3 separate regions of the Mus musculus genome follow, and regions 2 and 3 are each linked to region 1. A link is a contact called in public promoter capture Hi-C data. All regions are on one chromosome and are shown on one strand. Each heading gives the region's core, a stretch centred on a gene start, on an enhancer-like site or on the middle of the called end of the contact. The rest is flanking DNA. Distances are from core to core; before and after follow the strand shown.

Region 1 (2,700 bases), core at 102-2,601:
CAAGCTGACTACAGAGCCTGTGTGAGGAAGCTACAAACTCAGACTGACCTCAAGACACAGAACTATGGAACTGTCTATCAAACAAGGTTCTTTTTGTTTGTTTGTTTTTCGAGACAGGGTTTCTCTGTATTGCCCTGGCTGTCCTGGAACTCTCTCTGTAGACCAGGCTGGACTTGAACTCAGAAATCCGCCTGCCTCTGCCTCCCCAGTGCTGGGATTAAAGGCGGGTGCCACCACGCCCGGCTCAAGCAAGGTTCTTAAAGGTTACAGCTACGGGCTCTGTTTCCTGTACCTTATACGAGGTCACTACAGAAAAAACTCAATAGGTGAGGCACTTAGGCTATAAAAGAAAACAAGACTGTAGGGCCCCAGTCTATCCTCTACCTCATCAAGCAAGGGAAGACTCTACAGGCCCCAGAACTCAGCAGCACAAACACTGCCATCTCAAGACAGTCCTCGGGATGCAACAACAACGCTGGATATGATACAATGAATAACAGCTTATGACCCCAGAGTGACTGTGCTCACCTTCTGACCTGACTCCACCTTTGAATCTTTCTGTATATGCCCCAGATACAGCTTTGACCCTAAGCAGAGGTGGTCCTTCCAGACCCAAGCCTCCTTTACTGGATAACCACCTGCTAGCATGACCCTTGTACTACTAACTCTACCCACCAGGAAGTAAGTGTGCAACCCGAAGCAGTCTATCCTCTGCAATCACCACCAAAGGCCTTAACCCACAAGCCCCTGTGGTCTCTCTTCCTGGCAAGACCCTTCTCCGACCTGATTCACACCCCAGCAGTGGCCCTTCATAGCGATGGCCTGATTTACATCCCAGCAGTGTCTTTTCCCGCAGACCCTGCCCGGAGAGATGACTCCCTGCGGCCCTGATCTGACCCACACCTCAGTCGTGACTCTCTAGGTCTCAGACTTGATTCACACCCTGGACACGATCCTCCTTGCTGCCCCTGCTTAAAGCGGTGACCGTCACGCGCCCTGACTCGAACCACACCCCAGCAGCGACCCTCCTGGGCTGCTCCTGCCTCCCGCGGCCTGGCGACGCCTTACGCCTCACCCTCGGCCAGGACCCGCCGCACCCGCAGACGCAGCTCGCCCAGCTCCACTGTCTGCCCCACGAAGTCACTCTGATCACGGCCCGCAGCTCCGCCAAGAGAACCAGGGCCCGCCAGGAAGTCCAGCGCAGACTGCAGCAGCGACATGGCGTCGGCCGCTCCGCGGCAGCGGGAGCCAGGCTCCAGCTCCGCACTGCCGGGTTAGCAGCTGCGGGCGAACAACCCGGCCATCTTCCGCCCGCGCCGTGACGTAAATCAGAGAGCGAGTTGCGTCCCGACGCTGCGGCCCCGCCCTGACGCAGCAGGCGGAAGGGCGCGTGTTTCTGCAGAGCCAGCAGCAGCAGCAGGCGCAGGCGCAGAGGGTGCGATCCTACGGACCTCAAGCTCCTAGGAGGCACGGAGGTAGGGCTGTCGCCATCTGACCCTAACCTCATCTGGTTGCTTCCGCTGGCCCAGGTCCAGCCTAGGTGGCTAGAGCGTCGCGGGACGTTGGGCGCGCGCTGCGGACCGCCCCAGAGCCCGCCGCTCGCGCCTGACGCCTCAAGGTAAAGCGAGGCCTGGAGCCCACCCTAAGTGTCCCTAATGCCCGGTTTAGGAGAGGAGGGTATCTTGCAGACAAGCAGCCAGCCTATGAGCCACAGACACTTATGTTTTGGTCCACACAGGTTTGGGGGAGGATGAACTAGTTGCTAGAATTAAGACCGAAAAACGTAGTTTTAAAAGGGGGCGGGAGAAAGCTTCACAACGTGTATACAAAAGTCACCTGGCAGCACTGGACGCAGAATCCCGTGTGATGTCAAACACTTAGAGCTGTCCATCTCAGGTGAGGCAAAGTCATGGGATTCCCCACTCGTCTCTGTACCTCCGAGGTTTCTGAAGCCATATGAAGTTGCAGAGCCTTGGGTAGAGTTTGTGCTTTTGGACTGAAAAATGGATCCTTAAGCCCAAATCAACATCTTAACTGTCCCAGGATTGTATGCTATTAAATACGCCTTGGGGGGGGGGGGGGCGCTACCTGCTCTTTAAAAAGTCAAGTAGAAAAGAAATGAAAGATTATCATTAGTATACAGTGAGGTACGTGGTAGGTGAGACAGTAGTTTCCTAGAAATGGTGAAGTGGAAGCTTTGGATAACACCTGGAGGAATAAAGAACTGATGAAGTAGAGATGGTACCTGTAGGTAACTGAGGAGATTTGTGAAGAAGAGTGTGGGAGCTGAAAGGGCAGTGTGGTGTTAACATGATCTTAGATGGGAGACTTGAGCAGCCTAAAGCCAATGGGAAAGAGTGAAGTCTTTCCAGTATAGTGGAGAGGAGTACTGTCTCAGAATAGTAGGACAGTCAAGTCACATCCAGATAGAGGATATGTAGTGTTGGTATAGAAATGGCACCTTTCTATAAGAGAATCACTTATAAGATGCAGGGAGGAGGAAGTAGCTACGGCTTGCAGTTGCAGGTAACTTTATGTTATTACTGGAATGAAGTTGAAGGGATTTTTTATTTTTTGGTGGCTTCAGATCTCATTATTTAGAAGGAAAATAAATCTGAAAGCAAAAGGAAAAAGTAGGGAATTGGAGGCTTGGTAGCCTTCAAGAGACCTAAAACATCATGAGAAACATCATGAACAATT
Region 2 (2,700 bases), core at 201-2,700, 2.0 Mb after region 1:
CATGTACACAGGGTGGGCCTGCAGGGGAGGCCACCTAACTATTCCCTTGTCCCCCCCAGTTTTGGAGGTGCCTCAACAAATGTGACAATGTACAAAGCAGATCTGCTGCCTGGAACTAGGGTTACAGACTCCATGTCTTTAGGTCCGGATGATTCACAGCACACAGTGGAAAAGAACAGCAATAAAGATGTCTAGGTAGAAGTCTCTCAGACAAGTGAAGGAAGAGATGCTCGCATCAAAGGCCTCTACCCCTGTGCTGTGAAGTACTTTAGAGATGAGAGGAAAAGCTGGGCTAAGGGCTTCAAGACTCACCTTGACCTGGAAGGTGGGATGGGCCAGGAGTTCCTCTAGGCGGTTACAGCAGCTGTGGTATCGATGTCTTATCCACACCTTGTATTTGTATGTGGCTCCCTGGGACCCTGGGGACAGAGTTAGGAGAGCTAACTCACACTCATATTTATGTGTGCCAAGCCTGACCAAGGTCCCAAACTCAGCCCCAATCTTCCGGCTGTTTCTCATCTTCACAGCTGTAAACTATTTAAGATGCCAGACCGGGGCTTGGGAAAGACGATTTCTGAGCCCTGCAAACTGGGAAGGGGGTATTGAAATGTAGTTCCTCTCGCTTTGCCTCAGAACCTGGGTCTCCCCACTAGGACAGAGACAGTATCAAACTCGGAAATGGCGCAAATAAAACATGGGTGTGTGTGTGTGTGTGTGTGTGTGTGTGTGTGTGTGTGTGTGTGTGTGTGTGTGAGAGAGAGAGAGAGAGAGAGAGAGAGAGTGTGTGTGTGTGTGTGAGTGAGTGAAAACGGCTACGTATACGGATTCACGCAGTCCTGGCAAGTATACGGATCTCAACTCGCTTCCTGAGCTACAATGAGTGACTGCGTCGTCCTCCCAGATCGCATGGTCTATGACAAGGCCCTGGCTCGGGGGTGCATCCTAAGTTGACAAGGCGTCCCACCGGAACTGCCTAGCGGAGAGTACCCCACGCCCTCCAGGTCACCCACCTGCCAGGGCCGTGTCTTCGCTCGGCAGCGAGCCCACGAACAGCTCTTCCCGCTCCAGCAAGGTACCGAAGAGTCGGCTGCACGTGCGCACTCCTTCCTCGATTTCCTCGGGCTCCTCGGACTGAACACGGGGAGGCCCCGACAAGGTGACGCTCGGCCCCGTCGCGACTCCCACTGACCTGGCCGCCCCCAGGTCCGCCCCTGCGGCTCACCTGAAGCACAGCCAAGATGTCGAACACCGCGTTCGCTTGGCCACGACTCGTCAGCACTGCCTCCAGGAGGCGGCCGAGCTCTTGCCTGGAGCTCGCCGAAGCTGGGTGCCGCTCCATGCCGCCGCCGCCGATGCTGCTCCCGGTTCCTGGAAACCGAAGTGTGCGCCGAGCGGAGTCGCGCCCGTGACGTCACCCGAGCCTCTAGGTCGCGGGGCGGCGTACGTCATCAAAGAGCGCCGGAGAGGAACCGCGGCGTGGGGCAGCTATGGCGCTGTTCCACATAGCGCGGTACGCGGGCCCAGAGGCCGCGGGGCAGGGGGATACGGACGCAGAGGCGGGCAGCCGGGCTCGAGTGCTGCTCGAGCGGCTGCAGAACAGAGCCCGTGAGCGACAGCAGCGGGAGCCGGAGCTCGAGACCACAGGAACGGCCGGGGAAGGGGAAGCGGCAGCAGCAGGCAAGCGGCGACGGCGGCCCCGACGGCGGCGTCGGGTGAGCGGCTCGGCGACTCCGAACTCGGAGGCTCCTAGGGCGAAGCGGCGGAAAGCGGACAAGGACGTGGACGCAGGTGGGCCGTGAGTGCGCAGTGTGGACGGGGCATGGAGGCTCTCTGTGCTGCTGGGTTGACATCCCCCTACGTTGTGCTGTGTCGCTCAGGGAGAGGTGAGGAGGCTCCGGAGGAGCTCAGTGCCGGCGCAGAGGACCCGGGTGCGAACCCTCAGGAGGATGTCCAGAGACCCCCGGCTCCAGGCCGGGTGCTGGGGGACTTTGCAAGAAGAAAGACGCCGAAGGTGAGTGAGCCTGTGCGCGGTTCTTTTTGTCCTCCCGGGACTCTTCAGTTCTTAGCCGGGGGGTGGGGGGGATTTCGTTTTGTTACGTGACCTTAACTACTGAAAGTGGGAGGTATGCATGGGACACTCTTGAAACTGAAATCCAGACGGATAAGAACTTTTGGGATAAGCCCCGTGGCGTGCCTTGCTGTCCCTGTTGAAAGCAACATTTCTTGGTGCATGAAGACAGTTTGCTGGGTTGGTAGGCTTATAGGCAAAGTATCCAGATTGTGTTTAGTGCACTAGGATAGGGTGTCTGCTGGTCCGGGTGTCTTGTCCAAAGGTTGCCAGAGTGGGAGGTGGTGAAGGGTTGAAGAAAGACTGGTTAGGGTCTCTTAATGTTGTAGTTCCTGGTTTCTAATGACTCCACAAGCCTGGAGCCTTCTGGGGGACGTTTGCGCTGCTTCTTGCTTTCAGGTTCAGCCTTTCCTGCCAGCATGGTTGGCTAAGCCAAGCTGTGTCAAAAAGAGTGTCACCGAAGATCTCACTCCCATTGAGGACATCCCTGAGGTTCACCCTGACCTGCAGAAGCAGTTGAGAGCTAATGGCATCACTTCCTACTTTCCAGGTGCCTAAGCCTTGGACAAATGATGGGGTGAACTCCCCGAGGCAGCTTTCCCTGGGCTGTTAGAGCTGTAGTGTCAGGGTTG
Region 3 (2,700 bases), core at 49-2,548, 2.2 Mb after region 1:
TCTACCCACACTGGGGGTGGGAAGGATGCTTTCATAAGAGAGAGAACCTAGCTTGCCCCTGGCCCCTCAGGATGCTGAACAGGTAGCACCTGGCAGCAATCTGGTCCCCACATTCAGTAAATCTGCCCATGTCACACAGTTCCCCAGGTACTGTGCAGGCAGCACCCTAACAATGAAGACTCACTGCTCCCAAGGTCACATGTGAATCAGCTCCCATAGTGGAAGAAAACCACCCAAACCTCTTACGGAGGATTCTGTGGATTTTTGGTTTTTGTTTTGCTTGTTTTTGTTTTTTTTTTTACTGTTTCCTGGGATGGGCCTGGCTCTGAGTAGCATCAGGGAACCAAGGGCTGCCTCAGGTAGGGGCTTCTAGCCGCAGCCCTCCTCACCTGCATGCCGTGGTAGCCCTTGCCCGAGTAGGCCATGAGCAGCACAATTTTTCGCTTTGGCAGCTTGCGTGGGGGCTCTTCATCCTCGCCGCCCTTGACCCTCTTTGCAGGATGCTCCGTCTCCTCCCAGACCCAGCCACCTCGGCCCTTCCTGTCCGGTTGGTGTGAGGCCAGCGCTGGTGGCACCTTGTTTCCAGCCATAGGCGGCAGGCTGAGAAAAACAGGCATGAGTGACCAAGGTGGTAAAAGCGGTTTAAAAAAAAAAAAAAAAAAAACAGAACCCTGCTCTGCCTGCCTCAGCGGTCTCTGAAAGACCTTGCCCAAAGACAAACCAACCAGCCTGGTTCATCAATGACAAGAGTGACTGAGGTTGGACAACAGCGGCAACTCGGGCGGAGTTTGAACTGGACACACAGGGAGGCAGTGCTCTGGCGGGGCAGTACAAGGCAGCGATGGAAACAAGACACAGGTAAGCAAGGAGAGGCAGACAGCTCAGGACAGTCTTGGGTTCTCAGTACAGAGGTCTCAGTACAGAGGTCGCGGAAGTCTTTACCCGGGCACGCGCGGGCCTGGGCGCGCCGTCCACCGTCCCCAGTTTCTCAGCAGTGCGGCCCACAGGCGGGGGAAGCCCATGCGCTGCGGGGTGGCGGGCACCGACCCCGGACCTCAGCGATCCCCTCCGAACTCTGCAGCCCCGAAATCCCTGCCCTGTCTTCCAGATGTCTTGGCTCTGACCCTGCGGCGCCCCAGATCCTAGGCTGACCTGTGACCCCCGCAGCCCCTGCCCACCCCCATCCAACACCACCACCCCGTCCTTAGAGATCGCGCAGCCGGCGCGCTCGAGGAGGGAGGAAAGTCCCGCCGGACCCACTCACGGCGCCGCGGAACCCCCGAAGCTGACCACGTGCACGAAGGCGGAAGCGGGCAACGTTGGAAGGCGGCCGAAGGCGGACAAAAGTCTTTCTGGGACGCGCCTAGCGGGGTGGACCCAGTGGGTGGGGCTTCCCACCAGGATCCAAGCCAGTCTAGATGCCGTTTTCCAGAGAGGGGAAAGGCTCTACGTCGGCGTGGCTTGAAAAGTGAAACAACCTCATTAAAATGTGCAGGTTAGGAATGCACCAGGGAGCCACTCAGCAGGTAATAACTGCAGATGCATAGATAGTCCCAGCACCGACTCAGTGCTACTGAGCAGGCCCTTGCCTGGCCCATGGCACCAACCCTGGCATTGGGAGGTCACAGATGCTCTCGCAGTTACACCACTGGCTTTGTGGTGTGTGGACCATCAAGTTTCCCAGCATTTGTTATTTCCAGAAGCTGCTCCAATTTCCGGACGCTGTTGTGTTTAATGACATAAAACCTTCTCATTATGTAGCCCTGACCCGCCTGGAAATCTCTCTCGTATATATCCTCCCAGATGCTGGGATTAAAGGTGTGTACCACCATACACAGCTCCTGTCCTCCAACTTTTGGCAACCCTCCAGCCTCAGCCTCCCAAGAGCTGGGATTACAAATGTGAGTCACCACATCTGACTTCACACGTTACTCTTATTTTTCTAATTTTGCCAAAGAGTGATGCACAAACAACATGAAACCTGGACATGCAGCCATGGGCACCTAAGCCCCAGTTCCTTCTCTGTGACTTCATTCCCCCCATTTTCAGGCTGTCTGATTCACCCTGAGCATTCTCACCTTTGAGAATGTATGTACCTTTGTCACTCTTCCAGAGATGAGGAGTTTTGCCAATCCCTGCTTCCATCCTTGCAGCCGCTCGTCCTTCCTACACCCATCTGGCTGACCCGGGATACTCCCCTGCTCAGACTCTTGGCTTCATTAGGTTTAAAGCCACACACGGAGACTTGGGGAACTGGGCTGGACACTTCTGAGGACCATGACTTGAGGTGACCACAGCTTGAAATGGGATAGGGAGCCTCATGTGTATGCAGGGGGAAAAACATAATCCAAGGGGACTAGGGACCAGTGCAAAGGCCCAGGGGCAGCAGTGTGCCACAGTGTGGCCAACCTAGCTCAGAACCTGCTCCTTCCTATAGGTAGAGTAATAGGGGCCAGCATTGACACTTCTGGAGTCTACAGTTAGGGAAACCACAGGGATGTCTGGTAACAGAAAGTAGTAGAAACAAAACCAGGAATCAGTAGCCTTATGGGTCTTGGCTGTGATCCCTATTCAATTGGGATCCCACTGGGCGTTGGGAGGCAAAGCCTCACAAAGGGACCTGGGGAAGAAGGGCTAACAGGAAGAAGGAACTGCCTGTGCTGAAGACTTCCAGATAGTTCACTCCACCCTGGTTCCGCA

What was found. Promoter capture Hi-C pulls out the DNA fragments that hold promoters and counts their contacts. Capture Hi-C pulls out chosen DNA fragments and counts their contacts.
Region 2: a contact with region 1 is called in a promoter capture Hi-C map of pre-B cells, with 6 times the contacts expected there. The contact joins the promoter of Ddx51 here to the promoter of Gak in region 1. A contact is called at or near these places in 3 of 39 promoter capture datasets (the C10 cell line, cranial neural crest and pre-B cells) and 1 of 9 other capture datasets (liver).
Region 3: a contact with region 1 is called in a promoter capture Hi-C map of liver, with 2.5 times the contacts expected there. The contact joins the promoter of Pus1 here to the promoter of Gak in region 1. A contact is called at or near these places in 2 of 39 promoter capture datasets (liver and pre-B cells), 1 of 484 Hi-C or Micro-C datasets (B cells) and 1 of 9 other capture datasets (liver).

What each region holds. Positions count from the first base shown.
Region 1 is chr5:108,628,426-108,631,125 of GRCm38.p6, forward strand. It overlaps Gak (cyclin G associated kinase), which reads right to left and starts at 1,352. Exons shown (of 28, transcript NM_153569.2): 1 at 1,076-1,352. The coding sequence starts at 1,220. It overlaps Tmem175 (transmembrane protein 175), which reads left to right and starts at 1,385. Exons shown (of 11, transcript NM_001163532.1): 1 at 1,385-1,475.
Region 2 is chr5:110,652,001-110,654,700 of GRCm38.p6, forward strand. It overlaps Ddx51 (DEAD box helicase 51), which reads left to right and starts at 1,451. Exons shown (of 15, transcript NM_027156.3): 1 at 1,451-1,788; 2 at 1,878-2,011; 3 at 2,468-2,618. The coding sequence starts at 1,488. It overlaps Noc4l (NOC4 like), which reads right to left and starts at 1,382. Exons shown (of 15, transcript NM_153570.2): 1 at 1,223-1,382; 2 at 1,011-1,131; 3 at 313-419. The coding sequence starts at 1,339.
Region 3 is chr5:110,779,298-110,781,997 of GRCm38.p6, forward strand. Pus1 (pseudouridine synthase 1) reads right to left here and starts at 1,299. Exons shown (of 6, transcript NM_019700.4): 1 at 943-1,299; 2 at 390-600. The coding sequence starts at 1,022. It overlaps Gm26515 (a long non-coding RNA gene), which reads left to right and starts at 596. Exons shown (of 2, transcript XR_389515.4): 1 at 596-858; 2 at 1,209-1,767.